Regions from separate parts of the Mus musculus genome. Here region 2 is linked to region 1. A link is a contact called in public HiChIP or PLAC-seq data. All regions are on one chromosome and are shown on one strand. Each heading gives the region's core, a stretch centred on a gene start, on an enhancer-like site or on the middle of the called end of the contact. The rest is flanking DNA. Distances are from core to core; before and after follow the strand shown.

What was found. HiChIP or PLAC-seq counts read pairs in DNA pulled down with a chosen protein or histone mark.
Region 2: an H3K27ac HiChIP or PLAC-seq map of extraembryonic endoderm stem cells shows a contact between it and region 1. The contact joins the promoter of Ddah1 here to the enhancer-like site in region 1. A contact is called at or near these places in 3 of 39 promoter capture datasets (cranial neural crest, frontonasal cranial neural crest and hippocampal neurons), 3 of 484 Hi-C or Micro-C datasets (embryonic fibroblasts, extraembryonic endoderm stem cells and nephron progenitors), 7 of 115 datasets of contacts at active chromatin or transcription factors (astrocytes, craniofacial prominence, embryonic fibroblasts and 4 more) and 2 of 9 other capture datasets (adipose tissue and pancreatic islet).

The regions. Positions count from the first base shown.
Region 1 is chr3:145,683,999-145,687,692 of GRCm38.p6, forward strand. No RefSeq gene overlaps it. Among named protein-coding and RNA genes, the nearest start is that of Gm17501, 36 kb to the left of the region's middle. Within about 2 kb of position 1,318, at least 113 of the 459 cell types and tissues checked have an H3K27ac peak or open chromatin away from gene starts, as enhancers often do. A contact at or near this core is called in astrocytes, embryonic fibroblasts, extraembryonic endoderm stem cells and 1 more, where this site is marked.
Region 2 is chr3:145,757,306-145,760,965 of GRCm38.p6, forward strand. It overlaps Ddah1 (dimethylarginine dimethylaminohydrolase 1), which reads left to right and starts at 1,387. Exons shown (of 6, transcript NM_026993.3): 1 at 1,387-1,859. The coding sequence starts at 1,557.

The sequences.
Region 1 (3,694 bases), core at 68-2,567:
AGATCTGATGCCTTCTCTGGAGTGTCTGAAGACAGCTACAGTGTACTTACATATAATAAATAAATAATTCTTTAAAAAGAAAACCAAAAACAAAACCTAAGCCCTTGAACTTGAGACGATACTCTTGTCTCCTTAGAAACAGGCAAGTGGGAGACACACAAGAGGACACATTGCATCTGCTCCCCTCCTTTAAAAAATATCCTTTGCATTGAATGTACTTGAGTGAAATTTATTTAGCAACATAATATCATTCATTATTTAGACTAGGGGGGACCTAGGGTAAGGGAAGGAAATTAAGAAAGGGACCATTCTGGATATAGTTACATCTTGTGTGTGCCTCCTTCTCAAATGCAGGGCTGTTCCCTGAGCCGCTGCCCAGTGAAAGGGGCATTCACTGCTAGCAAAAGCAGGCCTTCCTGCTGCCAAGCCCGGCTGCCAGTCAGCAAGGAGAGACGGGAAAATTAATAGTGAGCTGCCATTTTCAACACTTCTTAGCAACTTAGCAAAGAGTAGAAACTGATCCTTCTCTGGAAAGAAAAAGCATAAAAGACTTCAAGAAACTCCGAGTCAGTCTGATGCCTGTGCTGTATCATGGTTAAACCACGGGCGAGGTGTTTTCTTCTGCAAAGAGCGGGCCAGCGGCCTCTACATTATTAAAGGTGAAGAATTTCCAGCCCCTGTTTCTTGCTTCTCCTTGAGTGTTTCTTTCTCTGCTTTTGAAAGGTTCGGAGCTGCTGGGAGACTCATCTGGCTCAGCGTGGTGCCTGTGAGGAGAGGAAGGAGGGCAGAGTTTAGGCTGTTGGATGAAGCCAAGGAATGTCTGAGTGGTAGGACAAGGGAGTTGTTGACTTTGCTGAAAATCCTTCTCGAAAATACCTCCTATAATGCTGGGGTGTGTAGTCCCCCCTTAGTGCTGTTCCAACCCCCCTCCTTTTAAATAAACGTGTAGAATTCCAGTCCTGTGCAGAGGAAGTTAGAAACGAACCCCGCTGTCGCTATCTCCACAGGCATCTGTGTAGGTGTGACAGGGTGAATAGGCCCTTTGGGAATTTTAAGGGGAATCCTCTAGAGCCAAATTCCTCAATGAGGGTAAACTTCCATCAGCTGTGTAAACAGTGGGGCAATGTGTGAAGGCCAGAGGCAGTCTCCTGATAGTCGGCTACTGTGCTCAGGTAAGTAAGAGGAGCTGTGGTCCTTCCACCCCCAAGGCCCCCAGGATGAGTCGGGTTTTGTGGCTCCCAGTGAGTGGGTGGCTAGGAATTCCCTCTCCGCTTCATCTAGTACAGAGGGCAGTCTGACTAAGCGAGATAGCGCTCGCTCGCTGGCTGGAGAAAGCCAACACCCAACGTGGCTCCTGGTGTCTGAGTGCCTGAGGAGAACAGTAACTCCTAGCTGGCGCTCCAACTAGCCACTCACTGGCAGCCACCCCAGTGGCTCAAGAGATGCCTGTCCAGCAGGACAGCATGCTCTGAGAACTATTTATTTGACTGTTTTATTTAACACAGGACGTTAATTGCAATTCATGGATCCGGTTTCTTTATTCCCTACACCATCTGAAGGAGGGCAGAAAACCCAGGAACGAGGCTATGTTCCTGTCCAGCCCTGCCATGCCCATGATTACACATCTGTCCAGTCTTGGTACACAGCGATGCTAACCTCAACTCTTCTTCGTATGGAAATCTGGATACTGAGTCCAGTTCTCAAGCCCATAAATTGTTCAGAAACGTCTTTATTCCTCTGACATACAAGTTGTTTAGCTTAAACGAAGAAGGAGGAGACATAAAAACTAGGTAGGTATAGTGCTTTAGCTGTATCAGTGTGTAACACATTCTCAAGCCTAGGAACAGATCGGCAAGAGGTAAATAACAGATCTCCTTGTTGTAAACATATTTTAAATATCAAAAAATGAAAAAAATAAAAACAAAAAATAATGCAACTGCCACAAAAGTCACAATGTCTTTGGCTTTTAGACATTTTCTTTCTGTATTCATCAGTTGAATCTCCTCTTTCCGCGTAGGAAGCGTTGGCAGAAGCCCAGGCAACATCCAACTGGGGAAAAGTTTCTCTGCTCCAGGCTCCCTCAGTGTTTACCGAGGACGATAGGATTGTTTTGAGATAATGATGTCTAGCCTCCTTTATCAATAATGCCAATATTGATTTTCTCCTCTCGGAGCTCTACACCGACCAACACAATCAAAGAATTCCCTCACAGGCATTATCTAAAGCTAACCTCAACCTAGACAGTCTCTAACAGATAAACCAAGGCCTGTTTCCTAGAAGTCAAGTTGACAATTAACATCAGCACAGCCCTGCATCCGTGACAACTGTCATTTTCTTCAGAACGATCTGATATTCAAGCCGCTCTTCCATTCTCCCTTCTTCCTTCCTTCCTTCCTTCCTTCCTACCTTCCTTCCTTCCCTTGGTCCTTGCTGGATCATTAAACCCAGGGCCTTACTTATGCTAAGGACCTGCCTTGACACTGAGTTTCACCCTCAGCAACCCCACCTCTATATTCCATTTTTCTTTAAATATGCTAAACATGTACAAGGATGGTTGTGACCAAGAACTTAGTGAAGTGTGATTCAGGGGGAAGAGGAGAAGGCGGAGCTAAGAAGGTTCAGAGCTCTTCAGTTTGAACATTGTTGTATCTTCTGGTTCCTGGTAAACACACCATGTGAGGATTATTATGTGACACTTAGCCTTGGGACTTGTCTACACCTTAATACCATACTTATTACAAAGGAGATCTGAGAAGCTGTATGGTCGGTTCACTAAGATCATAAAAGGAAGACAGTTTAGCTCCCCACTTTCTGGCTGTGTGATCTAAGGAGAGTTTTTAACCTTGCAGAGTAGAGTCTCAGCATTCATTCCTATTCATAAAACTGAGACACGTGTTCACATCCCTCAGGACTGTTATTAACGGTAAATGTAAATGGAGAAACATTTCTGGGAAATTGCCCAGTTGTCAGCATAACATAGGTTAGTTTCAAAGACTTCCTTAATAGATTTGAAAACCCATGTTTCTCATTCATCTTTAACAACCACTGAACAAATAACAATACTGATTGTAGTGGGGTGTCGTGTGTCTGAAAATATACTGGAGGACCACCCAAGGGGGGGGTCTACACATCACTTCCTGTTTATGCATGGCGTATCCCACCAATATATTGGTTGAGCCTATGGATAGACTATTGTAGAATGCTGTCCTCCAGGTATGGCAATCCCCTTACCCTCCTGAACATCCCCAAGCAGCTGGGATGACCCCTCCCAGTATGCATAAGATTGGGCTCTGTTAATGATTTGTCTTGGGGGAAGAGGAAAGTTCCTAAAGTTCCTCCCCTCCCTAAGAATAAGCAATTCATGGTCCATGGGAGGGAGGAGGGGCATTTTCTTCAGTGGCATGATTGACAGCCAGTTGCCTCTGTCCCACAGAGTATGCCCTCAGCCTAGTCATAACAAATGTGCACATGCATGCACACACATGCGTGTGTGCACAAACACAAAAGCTATTCATTTATTTATTCATTATTAAATTTATTTATGTCTATCATCTGCACCCAGTCTGGGATGAATAGGAATTCTCAGTAAGAAAAGGTAACATGACGCAGGGCATTGTTCCCTTTAAAACCTGAGAGAAGCCCAGCAGTCTCTTAGCACCTACTTAGCTGGGCTTAGTGTTCAGGTGACATCTAG
Region 2 (3,660 bases), core at 137-2,636, 73 kb after region 1:
AGCGGCAAAGAGGGAAGGTCGAGAAGTGACAGGAATTCCGAAAGGTGTGTTCCCACAGGAAGGGCGAGGCTGTAAGGAAGCTGGAATCTCCTTCCGAAGGTCAAGGAACTGAATTGTGACCGCGGGGGTGGGGGGTGGGGGGGGCAGAGTTCTATTGTGGGAACAAAATGCTAGCTCCTTGCTTCTAGCAGGCTCTGGAAATAAACACATTGGAATCACATTTTCTTCAGAACTGATTGCACTGAGAAAAGTATTCTAGGGTCAATCTTTGTTACCTGAGCTTTAGGGCAAAAGCTCTGGGCGTCCCCGGGGACTAAGCTCTAGCACCAGTCCTCAAAAGAAGCGTGTTGGTGAAGAGCAGATAAAGACTTCATCCACGTGGCTTCATTACGGGGTTCGGAGACTCCCAAGTCCATCTTTGGAGTCCTGATGAGAATGTTAGCGAGAGGAAGTGGGGGGTGGGGGGGCGAGGGTTTTGCCAATCCCACTGCCCTGGTGAGATACAGCTGGGTTCTTGCAGTCTTCGTTGTTTAAGGTAGTTGTGGGGACTGGATGAGGTGGTTGATCCTTCTCGGAATGGATGCTGTAAGCTCATCAGGGGTGAAATGTCGCCCAAGGTCTGTTGTGACCACAGGTTTATTAAAACAGTGACTTTGAAGTGTATCTTGGGAAGCCTGGAATAGGACATTGTTAAAGCCCACAGTACCATCCCTCACCCTATCTCTGTGCCTTCAGCCTCGAATGGGGATGAGATAGGGTAGGTATGTGTGCTGGTTTCTAGATAAACACTCCTTTATTGAATGACAAGCCTAGTGCAGTTAAAGAAAAACGGAGAAAACAAGAAGAGGCATTCTTCCCACTTTAAATTGCCTTGTGGGCTTGAAGTATCACTGTTCCTAGATACTTATTGTAACTGTGTGTCTGTCTTTTGGGTTACTTTCTCCTGGGTGGGAAGAAATGCATTCTTTATACTATACTGAGTTTCACGTGGGGCAGTTGGTCAATTTGGAGAAAGTCGAGGTAATTTGGGTGAAGACAGGCTGCCACGCTGAGAACCGAGGTTCCACGTGCTGGATAAAAAGAGAAGAAGAGAAAGGGAAAGTTTATCCATAAACAATCGCCCTTCACCTGGTCCCCTGACCGTGAAGTCTTCTCCAGCAGGTCCAGTTCAGCACTGCCTAATTTCCAGGTCCTCATGGGGACCATGTGAGGCGTGCACCTGCGGTGGGATACACACACCACGGAGGGAGTCATTGCTGATTAAGTCCCTGGCCTCCGCATCCCGATTGACCCAGGCCGGTCTGCGGCAGATGCGGAGAGCATAGGAATAGGCCCGCGGGCGCTGGGCCGGCGCCCGGAGCTCTGGGCATGCTCAGTGGCGCGGGCAGGGCTCCGGGCGCGAGCCGGGCTCCCGCAGCAGCACATTCATCGGCTGCCAAGAGGAGCCGCCGGGCGCTCGCAGGCTCGCAGGCTCGCAGGCTGGGCGCGCGCTGCTCTCGGGAGGACCGAGCCACCGACTCAAACCCAGCCACCGTCGCCTCCTCTCCGCGCGAACCATGGCCGGCCTCGGCCACCCCTCCGCCTTCGGCCGGGCCACCCACGCCGTGGTGCGGGCTCCGCCCGAGTCCCTGTGCCGCCACGCGCTGAGGCGCTCGCAGGGCGAGGAGGTGGATTTCGCTCGCGCCGAGCGCCAGCACGAGCTCTACGTGGGCGTGCTGGGCAGCAAGCTGGGGCTGCAGGTGGTGCAGCTGCCCGCCGACGAGAGCCTGCCCGACTGCGTGTTCGTGGAGGACGTGGCCGTCGTGTGCGAGGAGACGGCCCTCATCACCCGCCCCGGGGCGCCCAGCCGCAGGAAGGAGGTAACGGGCCAGCCCCCGGGCAGACGACGCGAGGGGCGCGGCCGAGGGGGGACGCTCGTGGAACTGACCCCGCGGGCTCAGTTCCCAACTTCCCACCGCCGGACTCCGGGCGGCGTGGCTGGGTGTGGGAAATCCGAGCCAGATAACTTCATTGTTCACACCTCCTCGCAGTCGGGGAGCCTTTGAGTCGATCTCAGTTGGAGTGTAGTGACGAGGACTTGGGCAGGTGGCTGGGCTGGAGACCCAGAGCGCCAGAGGTTCTATCTTGCAAATTACACAGCGCTGAGGACAATGCTACTCTTGTTTCCTTGCCAGTGAGGACAGAGAAGGGTCCTCCCGGAGGGCAGGTGGAGGCTTGGGGGGGGGGGGTCCCCAAGTCCTGCAGGGATTCCTTTGGGGGAGCTCCTGGCAGGGCGGACCAGGTGACACCAGGCAGAGACTATGCCCAGAGACCCAAGGAATTCAAGTTACTTTTCAGTGGTGGCGAGTGAGTCTTGAAGAACTGGCAAGCGAATGTGTTCAGCGTTTTGTTAGTGAGCTGTGTTTAAATGTGTTTGTGAATGGGCCGGGTTTGAAAAGCTGTGCTTGCTGCGGGGTGCTCCGTTTCATTAGCAATGGGAGGTTTTTTGGTTTTTGTTTTTGTTTTTTTAATAAGTTCTGTCATTTTAATCTCTCTCTCCCCTCTCTCTCTGCAATTAAGACTGCTTTTTGTTTTCTTCAAGGGGCCAACACATTATCGTATCTTGTAGAAATGGCTGTAACTGCTTTAAAAATAATGTAGGTTAGTGGGAGAGAGGCACAGACACACGAGTTTAGATTTTAAAATGCCATCTGGCCTGGGATTTTTCTGACTGCCAGAGAAGAGCCCAGCCTTAAGATTCTCCCACACTCTTGGCATCCAGCAGTGTGACACGATGCAGGTGGTTTTTTTCCTATCTGAGGGGTTTTCTTCCTTGTTTTTGTTTGTTTTGTTTGTTTTTTTTCACTTTTCTGTCGCATTGCAAGTAGTTCTTTGGGCTTATGATTTAAATATGCCTATTCCACCCTTGATCTGCTTGCCTGGTGAAATCCTAGAGATTGAGTATAATCAAAGTCTACCTATTTGCCATTTAGGTAGCTCTTCTCTCTACACTTCAAAAGTAGCAGGTATCATTCTCTTAGCCTGTCCACTTTCCCTTTCCAATTTGACCTATACAAATGGCTTCCACTCTATTTTAACCTAATATGAATGTAGCAATGGTGGATAGGTTGGGATGCTAAATAGATAAAATAGACGTCAAAACTCTCAAAATGGTACTCGTCTAACAAGACTTCCTTTCTTCTCTTGACCCTAATCGCCCTTATTTAGTCCATCTTACTTCAGGAAGGTTCATCTCTATGGAACACAAATAACATATTATTTGTGCAATTAACTTTCCAAGTTCGGATTTTCCAATATAAGAGCTAGCAGTGATCTTTCTCCTGGTGATATTTTGATATTTTAAATGTCAGAATTTGACTCCACTCTGTAGTCAGCTCAGTGGACCCGTACTTGCCAAAGGTCACGCAGAACTCTTGTTGTGTTTTCCTTCTCTGTGTAGGGCATTGAACTCAGGACCTTGCCAACAGTAGGTAAGCATTCTACCTCTGAGCTGTAGCTTCTGTTTCCCAGGGGGAGGGAAGGCAAGCCACCTCCATGCTTTGGGCTACATCTTGATCTGCTCAGTGGCACTGTCATGATCTCTCTATAAAGCACTTTTACTCCTGCACATATGGGTCTGTGTTGATAGGGTAAGGTAAGGCACCTCCTAGCTGGAGAGGA